Regions from separate parts of the Xenopus laevis genome. Here region 1 is linked to region 2. A link is a contact called in public Hi-C data. All regions are on one chromosome and are shown on one strand. The core of a region is the stretch at or near the end of the contact, and the rest is flanking DNA. Distances in the headings are between cores, read along the strand shown. Region 1 holds the start of luzp1.L (leucine zipper protein 1). Region 2 has its middle 36 kb from the start of LOC108708261.

Evidence for each region. A called contact is a pair of places that touch in the nucleus more often than the background predicts.
Region 1: a Hi-C map of the XL177 cell line shows a contact between it and region 2, with 1.8 times the contacts expected there. The contact joins the promoter of luzp1.L here to the enhancer-like site in region 2. A contact is called at or near these places in 2 of 4 Hi-C or Micro-C datasets (the XL177 cell line and the XTC cell line).

The regions. Positions count from the first base shown.
Region 1 is chr2L:92,953,899-92,956,598 of Xenopus_laevis_v10.1, reverse strand. luzp1.L (leucine zipper protein 1) reads left to right here and starts at 1,252. Exons shown (of 7, transcript XM_041582176.1): 1 at 1,252-1,879.
Region 2 is chr2L:92,892,048-92,894,747 of Xenopus_laevis_v10.1, reverse strand. No RefSeq gene overlaps it. Among protein-coding and RNA genes, the nearest start is that of LOC108708261, 36 kb to the right of the region's middle. Within about 2 kb of position 1,432, at least 1 of the 7 cell types and tissues checked has an H3K27ac peak or open chromatin away from gene starts, as enhancers often do.

The sequences.
Region 1 (2,700 bases), core at 3-2,502, 62 kb before region 2:
TTTAATGGGGGGCCCTGGCCACAAATGTTTTTTTATGGGGGGCCCTGACCACCAATATCTTTTTATTTGTTATTAACATGTGGGAACCCTACCCACCAATATTTTTTTGTTTTTTTACTGTGTGGTGGGGAGGGCGGACCTGTAGGTGGGGCTTGCAGTGGGCGCAGCCCAGGGGGCCCAGGAAATTTTTTCGTATGGGGCCCTGCGATTTCTGATGGTGGTCCTGGTTACGCCGCTGGCTCTCTGCACTAGCAGAGCTGAATTTCCAGCTTCAAAATTGAAAATTTGAATCTTAAAGTTACAAGCAATGGCTTTTTTTCGCCCATAGTAACTGCCTGCTCACTGCCGCCTGAGACAACCTTCTGACCTTGCCTCGTGGCCCTGGTTAGGGGTGGGCTGATGCCTAGGGAAGCACCAAACACAAATACAGTTCTTAATTTAACTCCCAAAAATTTGAATCCCACTTTTGAGAATTCCTCCCCAGTGTCCACATTTTGCATTAGCTGAAGTGACAGCTGTGAAAATCGGTTACTTGGACTTCTTTATGTGCCACAGATTGGTCATTAAGCTACTCAAAAGACCTCTGGCATTTGTATTTACCTATGGGTATTTACATATGGGTATGCCGGAGAGAAGATGCAGTAAAAACAGCCACTAACTTTAGCAAAGCTTTGAACTTTGGCATGGACACGTACCAATTTTATATGAGGCCTAATACTTTGCAAAGAACATACCTGTCTACGGGAAACAAAGTAGTAAAGTGTTATTTTGAATACCCTGCCATCACATAGCACTATAGACAACACTACAATGCGACTGGGGCTGCTATTGTTTGTTTGTTGTTGTTCATGTAGTAGTGAATATGGGGAGGCATTCAGCAGTCACACAATGCTTTCAGCAGACATAGTGATGCCATTTAGGACAAGACATGTGACAGGCAGCACAGACTGTTAATAGTCAGGTATCGACACAGACGCAGTTAAACGAGGGACTAATACGAAAGGTTCAATGCAGGCAGTACTGGTAAAGTCAGACAGAGATAGTGCTAATGTAGGGTCCCAATGCAGTTCTTGCACTGGAAAGACATCATTTGCCCTTGGACCTTTATTTAACCCTTCTCTGGTTTCGAGAGGGTTAATTGTGGGCCCAGTCAGTCAGCGGCTTTCTGCTTAATCCCCGATTTAACCCATTCCCTCTCCCAGACCTGCCGACTACGTTTCCTCACGTCGTGACTCGCTGTTCAGTTTATTTGAAGCGTCAACGCCGTGTGTCTGATCATAGGGATAAAATATCAGCCCTTTTGAATAATGATTTTTGTCAGAACTGCGCCCTACTCTTCGCATGTCCCACACCCAGCTTCTCGCCCTTCCTATTTTCTTTCAGTTCTCCTACATTCCCTGTCTACCTCTCACTCACACACGTCACTTACTGCTGAATCACACTTTTAATTCCCTCCTTCCATTCCCACCGTGTCGCTCTCTCCTGCATCATTTCTCTTTGATATTTCCTTCCCCCAACCCCCCTGTTCTCTTGTTTCGTTCGCCCCCCTCATTTCCTCCGGACTTTTCTTTCCCTCTTTCTCCCTGCTCTCCCTTTGGCAACCCCTTCCCCGGGGCTCACTGGGCCCCGCCTTCCTTGAGTAAAAGTGAGGAGTCAGCCCAGACTGTCCTTATATGGAGTGGGACTGACGGCAGCAGAGTGGAGGTGGGTCCTACTATAGGGAAGCCCACCTTACATTGTTACTATCCTCTGCCTGGAATGTGCTGCCTGATCCCTGCACTGCGGGGAAGGGAAGAGAAGGGGGAGAGGAAACGACTTTACTAAGGGACTTGCTCTGCTCCATATTCCGCGCTAGGACGGCCGATCATCCCGTGTCACGGTAAGGAATGCTACCAGTATTAAGGCAGCTGTTTGGGCTCAATCCCAGGTGGATACCGCTGTCTCCATGAAAGTTTTGCTGCAGTAGCAACATGGATTGGCCCTCCAGCTGCTGAACAGCACCCAGCCCACCCCCACAGCCCGTGTGAGTTGTAGTTGAACAAGTGCTGTGTGTTTGAGCATTGCTGATCTCTGTCTGGAGAGGAAGAGGTGTCAGTAGGTTTCCTGCGAGGTTGATCCCAGGCAGAGGTTAGAGAGGGGAGAATGACTGCAGTAACCTCCTCTGCAGTGAGGGGGGATGATCAGGTGGCTGCTAGCAGCCCATTGCTTTCTGCTAGGAATCTGCAGGGAGACCTCATTGCATATGAAGGAATTTAAGGCATCTCTATGAAGGTTTTTTTTCAAGGAAGCCATCCCTGCTCCTGTACTTAACTCTTCATCTGCAGTACAGCCCTACATCGGTCTCACATCTTTGGCCACAAATAGGTGGACTTGCTCCAAAACCCAAGGCCAAAGTGCTAAACATTAATTGGCCATACACGGTCAGATTTAAGCTGCCTTTTCCGGGCCTTTATACTGATTTGGCACCTTATCTGCTAGTATATGAGGCCCACCAACAGGCCTCCTAGACTGATATCTGACCAAAAATCATCAAGATCTCATTTGGGCAGGTTTGATTTTCCTGCCCAATTTAGGACACCATTGGCTACTTGATGTGGTCCTCGTCCCATCGGCTGGTATTCCCGTCATTGTAATCCAATCGTTTGGCCCTAGGGTCGATCTATCAGATTAGACAATATTTTCCACTTTTCAAGATATGCT
Region 2 (2,700 bases), core at 183-2,682:
ACTTTTTTGTTAAAGTTCGGCTTTTCGATCTACAGCCACGAGAAGAAAGAAGAAGACAATCACCCCATGGCACTCACTGGAAGAATCCCGGCCCAGTACAGTTTTCTCCTGATAGGAGCACCAGCCCGGGGTTTCAGGTAAGTAAATAGGATCACTTGGGGTGCCTAACTTTCGGCACCCTCAAGTATAACAAGACTTTCCTTCTCCTTTAAATTGTCCTGTTTTCCAGCTGTGAATGTTGGTTGGAAGGTATGCATGAGCATGTAGCATATCTGTCTGTAATACAACCTCCAAGATAATAGGGAGTGTACATATATACTGTATATATTACACAAAAGCCATGAATATCTTGTAAATTATATCCTTATAAATGGTGAGTTCTGATGTCATCAGTTATAAACGGTGAGTTCTGATGTCATTTCTGTCACATGACTCACTGGAACGTGTGTATTATAATAAAAAAGGACCCCCAGTTGCAAAATATAAGGATATTAGAAGTTACCTCGGAGTTCCATGACCTGTATAAAAACACTCTGCCTTCGGCCTCGTGTTTTTATAAGGTCATGAAACTCCTTGGTAACTTATAATATCCTTATATTTTACAAGAGGGGGTACTTTATTCACTATATAATTACATGCTGAGCATTAGAGATGGAATCTCATTGATATGTTTGTCAGTGTGCATTGTAATATTTAAGATATGTACAAAATTATGTTAAAAAAAAATAGGACCAAATATATACACACTCCTTCTATTTAACATAGTTTCTATGCACTGCTGGTTGGTGTTCTACACAAATATAGAAAATGTAAAAGTTTGGTGCTACTTTTTATTGGCTAACTGAATAAGTAACATGCAAGCTTTTGGAGCACACAGGCCCGTTCAGCAGTATTATGCCTGACGAAGGGGCCTGTGTGCTCCGAAAGCTTGCAATTGCTACTTATTCAGTTAGCCAATAAAAAGTAGCCAAACTTAACATTTTCCGCATTTTTTTCAATGGCTAACATGGTACTAAATCTTACACAGATATAGGGCAGACTGTCTATGGTCATCTCTAGGCAAGCAAACTGTCTTAACCAATTCTTAACATGCCTTTTTGGGGGATGGTGTTATTTAAAGGGAATCTATTAGTAGTAACTGTTATATAATACATTTAAACTAGTTTTACATGGGGGAGTTCTAATATAAAACATCTAAAAGTGCCAGCTTTTTTTCTATTTTATTGATCTAATTCATCCTTGCAAAGCTTGTTTTTTTTTCCATTGAATACAATTGATGTATTGTCACATGCGGAGTAGCCAGTACTTGCTTTATTTTTTGCCAGTCCTATTATAACTTCCTAACTTTTGTTTGTATTCTGCAGCTCCCAGCTTTGCTAAGAGCTGAGTATTCAACAGTTGCTGGATTCTGGGAATTGTAGTTCACACAGCTGGGGGTCACTAATTTGACATTCCTGCTTTAAAGTAGATTGACCTCTAAATACATGCACAAAGGGCACATTCTGTTCTTAAGCAATGGCAAGCAGAGATTATGATCATGAATGTCACAATGCTTGCTTGGCTTAACTGAGCAGTTATTTAACTAATCATCATGTGGCTTTGCTTTAGATACATAAAAAGCCATATTTCATGACTATTTTTCTCAAAATCAACAGTTGATCAGTAAAATGTTACTACAAACCCCCAATCAACTACTGTTTTTCATGTAGTTTCTCTTTAAATCTCAGCTGTGCTTGATTTGTGGGGGCTATCCTTTTAAAACACACATTTTTAAACCAGAGTATGAGTCGTGTATATGTTAGAACTGCTAAAAAATGTTATGCCAGTTAACTTTAATAAAGCCATTTTTTTCTTATAAACTGTATTTTCATTTTAATCTTTGCTTCCATGTATATTTCATATAACCTTAAGACTAGTGTAAGCAATTTTAGTTCTTTGGACATAGTAAATAAATTAGCAGGCTCTTACAAATTATTTTGATATAGAGATATATATATATATATATATATATATATATATATATATATATATATATATATATATATATATATATATATATATTGTTTTTTTTTTTTTATTGCTTTTGCTTTATGCTATGTAAACTGCTGCCTAATGGCTGATGTTTTACGAGTAGAAGGATTCTGGGAGTATAACACGTGTGCCCCGATTGGTTAATCTCTGCGTGATTTCATTGGTGCTGAGGGCATTTTGGAGAGAGCTGTGCCCTGGTTGGCTCATTTTTTGTGATCACTTGAACCTTTTTGCAAACTGTGCTCTAAATGGGTAACTTAGAGAGTTTTACTTCAAATAAATCCTGTATGTGTTAAGTCATCTAAATATGTCTGTGCATTTTATGTTTGTTAAAGTTTAGATTGAACCAGGGGAGTATCTGTATAGGACAATGACTTGATTATGAAAAATATGCACCAGCACTGATTTACAGACAGTCTTATGGATACGGAATCTTGTAAAAGATATGTGTCGCAGTGTTCCTGTATGACCAACAAATGGGGAGGTGTATTTTTTTTTTTTACAATGTTATTTTATTTCTGTTTAAAATTGTGAAACATTCCTCTTGCCCATAAATCCATTTATTTTCGTTGTGCCTGTCCAATATGAATCTTTGATAATAAAATACATTTGAAATATTACTTTCAGTTGCCTGGTGGTACCTAGATATGTATTTTAAATGGTTTCTTT